2 separate regions of the Ovis aries genome follow, and region 2 is linked to region 1. A link is a contact called in public Hi-C data. All regions are on one chromosome and are shown on one strand. Each heading gives the region's core, a stretch centred on a gene start, on an enhancer-like site or on the middle of the called end of the contact. The rest is flanking DNA. Distances are from core to core; before and after follow the strand shown. Region 1 overlaps C1H3orf70 (chromosome 1 C3orf70 homolog). Region 2 overlaps VPS8 (VPS8 subunit of CORVET complex).

Region 1 (7,313 bases), core at 1,582-4,081:
ATCAACCTGAGAAGATGGTGTCTGGAGCTCCAGGGCCAGCGGGGCCCAGGAGAGGGCGACAGAGGCAGGTGTGGGGAGACAGGCTTAGGGACAGAGCTGATGAGCCCTGCGCTGGGCTCTCAGCGCCGCCGGGACTGACTGGCCACCTGCAATCAGGGTCCTATCTGCACCTAGCCGTGGGTGAGCTCGTTTCACCCCTGGCCAGGAATATGAGGCTCTGTTCGCACTGTTCCTGTCAGTCCTCTCCTCCATCTGTTAACGTGTTGATAGTTGGGGTCAACCAGCAGGTCTCCAGGGCCATGGGAATCCATGGGCTCCGGGGCACGCTTCTCAGGCTGGCTGTGTCAGGGTTGGGCCGTTCATATTTGTATCTGTGACTTTTGCCTAGGTTCCTGTTTTTTAAAACTCCTGAACTGCCATTCAGATTAGCCAGGATTTTAATGGAATTTTTGGATTTAACACTAGTTGATAATCACTTTAAATACTCGCACAAACTCTTTATAATTAAAAACTCACTAAGATTCACTTACTACTATCAATTTTATAGAATTGGAGACATCCCATTGGATTCTAAATATAAAATACTCCTGGATCTCAAAATAGCCTTTTCTAAATAAGCACAAACAAGAATTGTTTTTGTCCTATCACTGTTAATATTAATAATTATCTGAAAATCATATATGATTGAACCAGAATTGTTTCCTTATGCTTGCATTTCAAAACAAATTATAAGGGTATAAAAATATGTAGTTTCAACTTAAATTCGAGGCCTATTCTCTTCTGTATTATATGAAAGAATTTCTCTGTAATCCTGATACTACATTACTCATTTGTATAAGCATATTTATAGGCACTTTAGAAAATGTTTAGACTGCAGTGTGTATTATAGACATTGAACACAGTTATGTTAAATAGGCTGTTGATTAATACTTGTACATTGAGAGATACGAAACCTTTATCGCTTGGACCTTTGCTCACCTGGGGCAAAGAGTCGGGCTGTGTGAATGGAAAAACTGCTCTCTCAGGCTTTTGTCAAAAACTGACACCATTCCCACTTTTTGAAAGTTGGTGTAAAAGCTGTTAGGTAGAAGATACGGAATAAGTACTGTGTGGAGTTTAGCTTTCTGATCTAACCAAGATTTCTTTTAGCATTTTCGAGTTTCATATGTGTTCATGACTTTTCTGAGAAATAACAAAGCAATTACAATGCTTTTGTGGTTTTAACTATTTGGTACATTAACAATGGAAGCTTTACAATAAAAAAATCTAGGTATATTCAAGATTTGAAATGCATATCTGAGAAAAACCTCTGTAGAAAAACTGCCGCATTCCTAGAAGGGGACGACCTGTAGTTCAAGGTAATACAGTACAAAATAAACTCAGCAGGACCAGAACAAAACCATGAAGTTGTTTTCCTGAAGTACCTTTTTGGATTTGATCTAGGATTTGATTTTATCTTGAGAGTGGTAGTTTTTATTTCTTAATCTCTGCTTCCTGGCCTGTTTGAACCATCATAGTTCCTTTGATCATAACCTCCTTTTATGCAAGTATCTCTACTTAGGCAGTAGGATGCAACTAGGTAATTTAGAAAGCTGTCAAAATACTGGATACTTTGGTGGTATAAATACTTTTAGGCAACAGGGGAAAAAAGCACAATTAAAAAAAATATACTGTCAACACTTATAATTCCATGTTATTTGCAAAATTTTGTTGACACGTTTTGGATCTTTACATGAGGAAACCGAAGCCGCCTTGGTTTTTTCTCCAACTCCAGAGGAGGTATCAGCGCAGTAAGAAGGCCAGCAGTGTTTCCGGCTTTTGTGTGCTGTCTCTTCCCCGTGAGGAGGAGAGAAAGCAGTGCCGCCAGTCCAGGGATGTCTGTGTTTCTCACGTTCAAGCATGAGTACACGGGCACTCAGAACTAACTTTGGAAGAACTAATCTTTAGAAAATCTGTGTCACTGCTCCCTTTCATTATCACGGGTAATCGAGAGTTGGCTGTGCTGGGAAGGGGCCCGTCTCTGGTCGTGCTCAGTTCTTTCTGCTCAGATGGAAGTGCCCTCTTCACAGGCTGGACCAGTCTAAAAGCAGATCACCACTAGCGGTTTTAACGCTGAGCTTCCATATCATGGTGTTCATATGTACTTCTAAGGCTGTTCGTACCTTGTAATATTCACTTACTGTGTGATTTTTAAAACCTGTCTGTTTTCAAGTTTTAAGCACAATGTTGATTCTTCTCTAATTTCCTAAAATTACCTTGTTTTCCTACAAACAGCTCAACTTTCCTCTCTGTATAATACTTTAGGAGAATACTATCTTGTAAAATAAACGTGATTTTTTCCTTTTTTACCAGCACAAATATGCTATTTTGAGTTTTGGAATATCCTTCCTCCCCACCCCACCCCCACCTTTGGAGAAGTTCTGTCTGATTAAATAGTAACACAATGTGAGCTAAATGAAAAACAAAAAAACCTCATTTGGAAAATGTGAAAGCATTTATATCAGTGCTTACTTTGTGCTAGGAAATTATATCAGTGCTTACTTTGTGCTAGGAAATAAGTCATTTACGTCATTATTCCGTTTAAATTTTACAGAAACTTATTGCAGATTATTATTATTATGTACACTATACACTCAATGCTCAGCACTCGTGATAACTCCCAGAACCCTTTAAATAACTGTTTTGTTGGCTGCATTCAGTTCAGTTCAGTGGTTCATACAAATAAAAATTACATTCCCTCACAAATAGGATTTATTTCACACAGAACTGCACTCTGTGTATTCAGCTCACATATTCCACGTAAGACTTGGCTCTGACGGCAGGCTGGCGGCCAGGGTGGCTGCTGCCCTGCTAAGCCTCGGGACCCGGTCACTTGGTCACCAAGGCTCAGCGTGGCAGGTCCAAGAGCTTGATTTTTGTATTCACACCAAGAGCAGAGCAGCTTTGGGGTTGGCTTTTCCTGAATAACCTCATGGGGAGTGCTAAATAAATTTGTTCATCAGTAATAAAAGTAATACCACTGTTCATAGCAACAATGGTGCAGCTGCCTTCCTGCTTCCTGAGTTATCCCCACAGCAGCCCTCCAGGAGAGGGCGCAGCATCCTGTACACCAGGAAAAGGCCTCAGGAAGTAAACATTTGCCCGGAGTGGTGCAGCTTGCAAGGAAGTGGGACTTGGATTTGAACCCAGTCAGCTTGGCCATGGAGCCCATGTGCTGGGCCTTTTGCTTCCTCCTCTAGGCCTTCCCACTCTCAGGACCTTGGGGGCTGAGCCAGGAGGCAGACAGCGGGCAAGCAGCAGGGCACAGGGTCCCCTTTCTGTCCCTGACCCAGCAGACACCTTCCCCCTCCTCATCCAGATGCTGCCAGGCTTCTCCCTCCCCCCCGCCGTTCCCTGCTCCACATGGAGCCCCACCCCCACCCCCCAGGGCGCGTGCACGCACACAAGCACGTGCAGTGCCTGCACGCCATCTTTCTGTAGACATCCCAGTGCTTGGATCCGGCCATTGCTGCTTCTGTGTTTAATCATGAATCTAGGCTAGCTCTTCCTGCCTTCACAAAAGATAACTTATCTTTTAAAATGACTTTTGTAGACAGCTAATCTCATCAACTGTGTGTGTATTCTACTAATTTAACTCTCTACATAATTGTATTGCCAAGTTCTAGAAAGCATCTCATTGTAGCATCTTACAGATGCTGACTACACACACTTTTATTCTGCAATAAACTTTAATTTAGCATCTCGTCCTCATTACATTTCAATCACTGGGAACTGGTAATGCCTTTAACCCTTGGAGTGCCACTCTGATTTTGTGCTGAATGAAGGGGTAAGATGGGACCTTAGGACTCAGGCTTGCTGGGGTGAGGGTCAAGGAGAAGCAATTAGAAGTCAGAATTCTTCAGAAACCAGGCAGATCAGAGTACATGCCTGCATATTCATGGTGTTTTTCTGTTTGCTTTTTGGAATTTTCCTAGTTTTCAAAGAATGAGTTGATAATTACTTATGCACTCAGAAACAAACCCTGTAAGCTGGAAGATAATGAGTCCCAGGACAGTCAGTGCAGGTGGAGCCTGATATTGCTGGAGGTTTGTGGGAGGGAGTGAGGATCCCGTGAGTCTGGGCAGCTTCCCACCTGCTCCCCTGCCTGGGGGAGGGGCTACTGAAGGCTGGGCTGCGGACTGTGTGTCCTGGAACCACCTGGCCTCCCCAGGGACTGACCCCAGTCCAGGCTTCCACCCATGACTGGAAGGGTTTTGAGCCAGTGGGTTGGAGAGGGATTTGTTTCTCATTGTTGTCCTCAGTTCCCAGCCCAAAACTGTACATGTGGATTTGGAGATGGCAGATCAGAAGGTCCCTGGTGGGACATTTCAGTCCTCTCTGACAATGAGCCATCACCTAGAGTGTGTGCATCCCAGAGGATTCATGCTCAGAAGGTCTGGACCGTCACTGCAGGATGATGGCAGAAAGTGCAGCGGCGTGGATCCTCGAAGCCACACAGCATCTGAAGGGGAATTTAGCAAGGCATTTCCACAGACACCATCTTACCTGCCAAACGCAGCAACTGTGTGTGCCAGGTGGGACAGGATAACTTCATGAGTTCATGGCTGAAGTATCCCAGCGCTAAGTTGACAGTAAAGGCAGGTGAGTCGCTCATAATTTGCAGGTAGGTAGCAGGTCCAGAGCTTGGTCCAAACATCCAAATTCAGCTGGTGTTAGCCCTCACTGGTTAAGCCCCTGCAGTCACGCCTGCCCTCTCCTGCTGCTCTCCCTTACCTGCCTCTCTCCACCCCACACCTAGCCTTCCCCACCCCTTCCCAGCCCTGGGTCCAGGCAGGGGCATCCCGGAACCACAGCCCAGCCCTCTGGGCATCACCTGATGCACCCGTTTACTGCTGTAGCTTTCTGCCCAGCCTGGCTTGACCTTGGCCTGGATTTGGCTGAGACCCAGGCTCAGGAGTGGCCCACCCTGGATCTAAGAACCCTCTTGGGAATTGGCGTGGAATCTTAGCACTTTGGGTGTTAGTGGCTTCTACCTTCTTTAGCTCCCAGCCTCACTGAAGTGGGGCCTTGGATACCAGCTGCTTCCTGTGGTAAGCACCAGCCCTCAACTGCCTCAGGCTTGCCTCCTGGGGGCAGCTGACCCCAGGGGACTGTGGCCCAACTCTGATGATCCAGCCGTGAACAGGGCTAAGTAGTAGACTAAGGGTTTCGGCCCTGTTTAGAGTCTGCCTATGTGAACTAATGCCAAAATTCATCATGCGAATGTAGGTACACCATGTATCGGCAGAAGACCTTGGAAGAACCATGGCAGTGCTCTCAGAGGCCATGCGGTGAGGCCTGGAACCATTGGGAGGACCCAGGTCTGGGGTTCTGTGGTACGTCTAGAGGGTGGGCTTCCTGTGGCCACATGGGATTCATAGGGATCTTCAGAGCCTGGTTTTGCTGGGAATCTAGACTGTTGAGTGGTGACTGTAACTTGATGTAGGAGCTGCACCGAATGTAGGAAGGACTGGGGTTTCCCAAGGGACCAAGGCCCCAGTGAACATGGGGCCTTGAGTGGGCACCTCTGTAGGTCGCCGGAGATCAGAACATGATCAGAGAGTCCAACTAGAATTCACTGGGAGTCCTTTCTGATTACTGGGGGTCTTGAAGAGGTCAGTTCTTCCCCAGGGGATTTAGCCTCACGCACCTATCCCAAGAGCCACAGGCAGGCAGCATACAACAGGCTAGCACGTGGGCCCCATGCCAGCCTGACAGGATAGAGGCCTCAGAAGGGAGTCACGGCGTCATGGCAAGGTCGGCGGCGGGGAGGAGGAAGGGAGGAAGTTGACTGGAAGTCAGGAAGTCACTGTTGCAGGTGGAGGTGGAGGTGGATTGGGGGAATATTGAAGAATGATGGACTGACTCATTCTTGTACAAGAGAGAGGCCGGGCTGGCAAACCGTGAGGTCCTCCAGGTTGCTAGGGGCTGGGATCTGGCCCTCCAAGATTATCAGCACCAAATTCTGACCTTTGAGATGGATGTGGCAGAGTTCTGAGGGAACAGACATCAGGTAGGAACAGGGGCTACTGGCTTTGTCCCTGAGGCTGGAGACATTCGTTTATTCACACAGGCAGGCATATGCTCAAAAATCTTAATTATACCTGCCCTCTGACCCTGAAAAATCACTCCTAAGTTTAGACCCAACAGAAATGCATACATATGTCCACCAACAAGACAGGAAGACAGTACTGGAAACAGCTCAATCATCCATTAACAATAGAACGGATAGGTTACTGTGTATTCATACAATGGGATACTCCTTGGCAATAAGAATGAACATGGGTAAATCTCAGACATAATTGAAGTAAAAAAAAAAAAGCCACTTCCAAAAGAGCAAAGGTACTTTATGAAGTTCAAAACAGGCAAAAGTATGGTTTTATACTGCACGATGGTGGCTAACTTTGGGGTGGGGGGTGATGAACAGAATTCAGGGGACATCTAGGCGCTGGTCATTTCTGTTTGCTTGATCTGGGTGCTGGTTATACAGGTGTGTTTATTTCATGGATTAATCCAGCTTTGCACATGTGGTTTGTGAACATTTGTGTCCATAAAAAGTTTACCTTAAAAAGAGACTTAAAAGATGATTGCAGCCAGTCTGCTTTCAGCACTGGACTGTGAAAGATGCAGGCATGGACCAGACACAGTCGTGTGCCCTCAGGAGCGATGGAGGCAGACGGGACCACACCCAAGTGGGGAAACAAGGCGAGTCAAACTGCTGCTCTCCTGGGGAAGCGGGCAAGGCTTCAGAGAGTACGGGAGTGTGGAGGGGCTGGTGGCGGAAATATGCCACCGAGGCCCTGGAGAGGAGGGGCCACGGACAAACCCTCTGATGAATCAGAACCGCCCCCTGACTCCCTGCAGACTCCCCAGGGTCATGGAGTCCTCCTTGGGCTGCCCGGAGGACAACACAGCAGGCCTTGCCTGCAGCCGTGCGTGCGTCACAGGCATCTCATTCTGGAGACGCACTTTTGGAAAAACATTTTCAGCGGGGAGAGCTGAGTGGAAACATACTGCTTCTAAAAGGATCCCCAAAGCTCTGAATTATTTATTCACTGGGCATTCATCATTGATGAGGCCCCTGTTGGCTTTCCTCTTCCACAAACACTTTCCCTCCCTGTCTCAGCATGGTGGGCTGTGGTTGGTAATATGTTGCCTTTACAAAGCATCTCCCACACATCACCTGGGCCTTTGCTGCAGAGGGAGCAGATGTATCTGTTTCTCAGAGGCCTGTGGGGGACCCCCTGACCGGCAGTCCAGGGCTGTCTCCATGA
Region 2 (6,784 bases), core at 3,509-6,008, 240 kb after region 1:
TAGATCATTTTATTGCATTGTGACTGTCTTACCATCTGCCGACTAAAGATATAATCTCTGGCTTCCCCTATTTCATGGGGATGATGTGAAAAGAAATGAGATAGTAGATGCAGATTCCTTTGCAATATAACTAGAGCAATATAATTCTCATAATTTATATTCTAAAAATCAATCCGGCAATAAAAAATGCATTGTTTGATAATGATTCAAAATCTTAATTAACGTCTAGAATATATATGTACACCAAAGCAGATACACATGCCTAAACACACACACATCTCAGATAGATAGATCAACAGATCAATCCATCTCTGCAGGTGCTCAGAATTAAACAGCTGGTATTCCAATATTAGTACACAAACACCGTGAACAGCTATATATAAATAGCTCTCTGTATGCATAAGTGTGTATATGTATTTTTCCTTCTTTTTTCTTTTCAGATATCATTATAACAAAATAATCTGGTAAGGAAAAAAATCTGACTCCCTACAACCAACATTTTTAAACAAGCCTCAGAGATAAAGCAGTGTGCTGGACACCAGTACTGTTTTTCCTTCTTCAAATCATTTCAGGGAAGCATGAATTAGACAAGGAAAGCTCTCCTGCTTCATCCTACATTTAGCTTTTAGTCCCTGTCCACTCTTTGGCATGAACTCTTAATACAAAAATAAATGCCAACGGCTGCAATAACAAAGGCCTTGAACGTTCTTATTGACATGGAAATGTAAAATGAAACCGGGAAGGGAGCCTGGTAATGATTAACGTAAGGTTTCACTTTAAAGATATTTTAAAATTATATAACCTTTCAAATCTTTTTAAGGTTGATTCATATTTTTTAAATGCTTTGGGTTTATTTAACCTCTACTCTGTAACATGAACAAACACAGATAAATGTAGCAAGATAAAATAACCAAAAATACATGAAAATGCTTCCACAGTTCACTTGGCAGCTTTAGAGTTGGAGAACACTGTTAACAGAGAACTCAGATACCAGAAAAGCCAAAGGGACAGACTGTTTCTGGAGTTGTTAGCTGTGTTGATTACTACTGAGGACCAATAAGATGAGGAATAAAAGGGCCCAAGATCATTCAAATATGATTACTATGATTACCCTAAAATGAATTCATTTGTATTTTCACTTTTGTATATATTTTAGTATCTTCCTAAAACCACATTATTAGTTAGGTCTTCTTTATTGCAAAGTGACCTAGCTGACAACATACTGGTCTGAAATTTTCAAAGAATCAACTGAAAGGTGTATAGAATAGGGTCAATGCTCCCAAGTCAAAGAGGCTGGATGCCTACTGTGGTTTAATTTACTGTATGATACTACGCAAGTTATTCAACCTCCCTCTGCGTCTGTTTATACTTGTAAGCATCTGTAAAATGGGGATAAATAATAATACCTAATCCTCAAGTGTGTTATCAAGATTAAATGAGACACCTGCCAGGCACATAGCATACAATAATATTAGTCATGACTATGGACATCTGTGCTGCAAAGGCTAAGTTTTATTCTCAGTTCAAACCTCCCAGAGTTAGACTGAAGACAGCTAGGTTTAAAATATATTTCTTAAGGCAAACACAGTATACAAGATAAATTCATGTATTTTTAAAAATTCCTTCAACAAATACTTATCAAAATCAAGGGCACTAAACCAGATGCTGGGAATACAGTGGTGAAAAGATTAAAAAATGGTCTCTGAACTCATACAAGTCCCTAGCCTTACAAAGTCTACCTGGGGAAGACACACTGAATGAGTGACTTAAGTGACAATTTTTACAAAGAAATGAATCTGACAGTCTGGAAGTCAGAGGAAGTGATGTTTAAGCTGGCACCTGAGAATACACAGTAGCTAAAAATAAAGGGCAGGGGTAAGCATTTTTTATGCATAGAACACACCATGGGCAAAGGCTCTGAGTCAAGAAAGAACAGCAATATCAAGGATCTGAAAAGAACTCTGAGGTATGAAAGGGATACAGAGAATTAGGGAAATACAGGCAGGGATAGATCACACAGAGCCCTAGAAACCGCCTGGGAATTCAGTCTTTACTGTGAAATGAGAAGCCCTTAAGATATTTTAAAATCCTGAGAGTCTTATGTCTAAACATAATACATTTCTCTCTGGCTGCTGTGTGGAAAAATGGTCTCTAAAGTACAATAAGACTATGTACAGCAAGATCAGTGCAGAGGCTATGGTAATATACCAAGAGAAGATTGATAGTGATGTGGAACAGGCCAGTGGTAGACTAGACAGAATGATTAAATTGGAGAAATAGTCAAGACGCAGGAAAGGGAACAAGTCAAAGACAAGAATCATTCAATTTACTTTAGGTGAACATGGATCCAATCACTAAAACAGGGGTCATCAGATAAGGTTTTGAGAGGTAATGTTCCGAGCCTGGTGGGGTGCCATCTATAGGGGTCGCACAGAGTCAGACACAACTGACACGACTTAGCAGCAGAGGCAGTTCATGAGTTTGAAAGTGAAAATATTAGTCTTCAGTCATATCTGACTGTTTGTGACCCCATGGACTGTAGTCGACCAGGCTCCTCTGTCAATGGAATTCTCCAGGCAGGAATACTGGAATGGGTTGCCCTTTCCTTTTCCAGGGGATCTTCCTGACCCAGGGATCAAACCCGGGTCTCCTGCACCGTAGGCAGATTCTTTACCATCTGAGGCACCAGGGAAAACCCTCATGAGTTTGAGGCACCTATAAAACACCCAAGTGAAGATGTAAATGGACAACTTAACTATAGGGATCTTGGAACTCAGAACAACTTAGGTTGGAGGTAATAGTAAGATAGCTATTTACCTATGTCACAAGATAAAGTAATGATTCTTAAACTTCCAACATGCTGATGAATCATCTCAGGGGCTGATTTCAAATCCTGGTCACCAATTTCAGAGAGCCTAACTCAGCAGAACAGGGAAATAACTCAAGAAAAGGCATTTTTAACAAATACTCTCGAGTGACAGACAATACCTTGAGAATGAACAAAGACAGACATTAGTAGCAGGAGAAAGAGGAAGAAAAACCTGGAATGTATGATACCAGAGAAGCCAGACAGACAGACTTGTTTCCAGAGTTGTTAACTGTGTTGATTGCTACTGAGGACCAATAAGATGAAGAATAAAAGGGCCCACAGAATTCATAGACAAGGAATGAGAGGGAGGTGAGGAGATGAAGACAGCTATGTGTGGCTCTGTTGAGACTGTACAAACAAGAGGCATAATAAGACTATGGGAGATGGCATGGGGCAAAGAAGGGATTTGTTTGCTGTCTGACTTTGTTTTTAGGAGCTTCCCTGGCAGCTCAGACAGTAAAGAATCTGCCTATAATGTAGGAGACCCAGGTTCAATCCCTGGGTCGGGAAGATTCCCTGGAGAAGGAAATGGCAATCTACTCCAGTATTCTTGCCTGGAAATCCCATGGAGAGAGGAGCCTGGTGGGCTACAGTCCACAGGGTCACAAAAAGTCAGACACAACTGAGCAACTAACACTTTCACGCTTTGTTTTGGGGATAAGAAAGACAGCCTGAAGAAAAGGCAAGGTTCAAGATGTATGAGACAAGAGAACACTTTAATTCTCTTTGATCTTACTAGCTATTATACAAATAAATTATAACTATAGGTTCGAACCTTTCTTAGACAAATAAAAGCCAAAGCCTGTCAAAAACATCATGAGATCCAAAAGCTATCTTCTGTAGTTAAGATGGGGCAAATATTGATTGATCTTTGGAGAAAAGCAAAAATACTGAATGGTATTATATATTCTGATTCTAAGGAAAAGGTGAGGCTCCTCCTCAAAGGTAAAGATTAAAACTGAGACAGCAGGCATGAGTGCCACCTGCTGGTAAAATGTAAATGCTCAGTTTGTTTCTTTTTTTGGCCATGCCACAGGGCATGTGGAATCTTTGTTCCCCAACCAGGGATCAAACCTGCACCACCTGCATTGGAAGTGTAGAGTCTTAACCAATGGACCACCAAGGAAGTCCCAATGCTCAGCATTCTGACTGAGATAGAATCTAGTCTTAGGAATTTCAACTAATTGGATTACTGGTTACCTGTTTCCAATGAGTTTCTTGATAATGATAATGAAGTCTCAGATCTTCCCACCCAGCAAAACAAAGTCTTTTATAGACACTCCTGTTTCAATGTTATTCTCTCAAATCATCCCACTTTGCCTTCTGAAACATGTACATTACCTTATGTAAAATAGATGACCAGTGCAAGTTCTATGCATGCAGCAGGGAACCCAAAGCTGGTGCTCTGGGCCAACCCAGAGGGGTGGGGTGGGGAGGGGGATTGGAGAGGGGCTCAGGATGGGGGACACACGTGCACCTGTGGCCGATTCATGGTGATGTGTGGCAAAAACCACCACAATACTGTCATAATCCTCCAATTAAAATAAATTAATTAATCAAAAAAATCTCCTAGTTAGCTGGTCATCATTCTTTTACTTCAACATTTGACAGTAGGAGGTACACAGTCCAAGACTTATTACATAATCGTTAGATCATTTAAAACTGAACTAGACCTTCTCCTGATTTCTACCCACTTATGGGCTTCCCTGATAGCTCAGTTGGTAAAGAATCTGCCTGCAATGCAGGAGACCTGGGTTGAGAAGATCCCCTGGAGAAGGAAAAGGCTACCCACTCCAGTATTCTGGCCTAGAGAATTCCATGGACTGTATAGTCCGTGGGGTCACAAAGAGTCTGACACAACCGAACGACTTTCACTTTCACATTCTAGCCTTGCCTCTGCTGCAGTACAATAAATCTCCCTATGATAGTCCTTCACCATCTGAAAGCAGCCACGTCTGTACTTACTTTCTCCCCAGATTAAACAACTCGGTATTTTTTAACTGTTGTTTTTAAAACCTCCCAGCAGCCCAGTTGTTGGATAAAAACTGGTCTGTCAACAGTCCATAAACTACCTTATTTAGACTTTTATTTTCAACACATAGCCCAGTGGCTATCTGGGTCTTAATACACAATTGACTCATACTAAGTTTATGGTCAACTAAAATCCTGTCCAGCTAGATTTTCCCAACCCAGGATGCATTCAATTTAATTATTTGAATCTAGTGCTAGTCTTGATGTCTATCTTTGCTAAATTTCACCTCATAACAATTTTGATTGCACTCTGTCAAGAGCATTTTGGACCCTGATTCTTGGTTCTATCCAAATTCGACAAGCCACTCAATAAATCTTCATCCAAATCAATGATAAAAACTTGGATATGAAAGAGCCCTAGAAAGTAATTAATACTAGGCCTGCAAGAATACTCTTTGGAGTAGGGATGTTCATCATCTATAAATCTACTATTTACTAATCCATCTCAGCAATGAGGGTAATGGAAAACTAAGGCAAATGCTTTAACAAAATCAAGATGTTATGTAATAAGCATTGCATGAATGTAGTGTCCTCAAATTCCTTTCAAAAGTGCAGTTTTTATGAGTTCAGCAAGGTTGTTCTTAAGTGAACTCAAGGAAAATGTTCACAAACCACAGTGGGGTTACAGCGGATAGTGCCTACATCTACTTTTCTTCTACAAGATTACACGGTAAGAGTTAACCTATTTTACTATTTTATGATTAAATATTTACAATTTAACACTTAAAACAGCAGATTTGTGGCCATTTGTGCATGAATTTTACTCATCCTAATGGGCTAAAGATCACCTTTTTCAAAAGTATATCCTCCTGAGTGAAATAAGCTATGTCTTCTCTGCTTAGGCATCCATGCTTAAGCAAGTGTGCCTTATTTGAAAACTGATCCAAAGTTACTTACAAATTATTTAGATAGCTCTGACTGTTCAAATAGGACTATGGGTTATAATTCCACTGGGTCTTGAGATCTGAACAATCATAATGTAACTATATGAAACATATGCTGGGCTTCAGCCTGTTTCTTTAATATATTTATCTGGACTTTTCCATTTTAAAAGACCACTCTCTGTGCTCATGAAAAGGGAAGCAAAACCGGAAGTGTTGCTCCAGGGTAGAGTGTAGCATTCCAGATGTGGACTCTGAAGTCCCAGTACTGGATTCTAACCCCAGCTCTATTGTTCACTAGCTGTGTGATCTGCAACAGGTGATATAACCTCTCTGTGCCTCGGTCTCACTCATAAATGTGAATAATGACAAAACCTACCTCACAGAGTTACAGGAATTAAATAAGTTAACATGTGTAAATGGTTTGTAACAGTGTCTGCCATACAGTAAGCACTGAATACTTTAGATGTTTGTTATAATTATCATTCCTGATCGTCTACTAATATCACCCCTTCTCACACATCCTGTCCCTGAACTTGCTCTGAAAACAACAATACAGTACAATGGTTACTTAAGAGCTGGGTTTTGAAGTCAGAATATCCTGGACTGGAGTTCTGACCCCAAACTTTATCAGCATTATCATCTTCAGAAGTCACTTAACCCCTCTCAGCCTAAACTTCCTCTTCTATAAAATGAGGATAAAAACAGGATCTACTTCATGGAGTTGTTGCAGGAATTAAACAAAAATGAATGCCACACCCTTCACGTAGTACTTGGCATGTAATATATGTATTAGGTTAATCTTTGTCAAAACCCCTCTGTGTCCTTTAGTATCTTGTTAGGTACAATCTGGACCATACGAGTCTCTTTTCTGATAGTCATATAGATTCTTCATGCTTTTGACAAGTATCTTTGGTTATCCACCTCTCTCCAACTTTGGTAGATGTTTTGTGTTTTATAGACATACTTCTCTCAACATTCTTCCCCATGTCTTTTCTCTTTG

What was found. Hi-C and Micro-C count contacts between places; a contact is called where the count stands out from the background.
Region 2: a contact with region 1 is called in a Hi-C map of hypothalamus, with 3 times the contacts expected there. The contact joins two enhancer-like sites. A contact is called at or near these places in 3 of 16 Hi-C or Micro-C datasets (hypothalamus and liver).

The regions. Positions count from the first base shown.
Region 1 is chr1:202,888,215-202,895,527 of ARS-UI_Ramb_v3.0, forward strand. C1H3orf70 (chromosome 1 C3orf70 homolog) reads left to right here. Exons shown (of 3, transcript XR_001021688.5): 3 at 1-2,358. Among named protein-coding and RNA genes, the nearest start is that of C1H3orf70, 120 kb to the left of the region's middle. Within about 2 kb of position 2,832, at least 6 of the 54 cell types and tissues checked have an H3K27ac peak or open chromatin away from gene starts, as enhancers often do. A contact at or near this core is called in hypothalamus and liver, where this site is marked.
Region 2 is chr1:203,123,388-203,130,171 of ARS-UI_Ramb_v3.0, forward strand. The region is part of intron 20 of VPS8 (VPS8 subunit of CORVET complex); the gene reads right to left. Among named protein-coding and RNA genes, the nearest start is that of VPS8, 71 kb to the right of the region's middle. Within about 2 kb of position 4,759, at least 9 of the 54 cell types and tissues checked have an H3K27ac peak or open chromatin away from gene starts, as enhancers often do. A contact at or near this core is called in hypothalamus and liver, where this site is marked.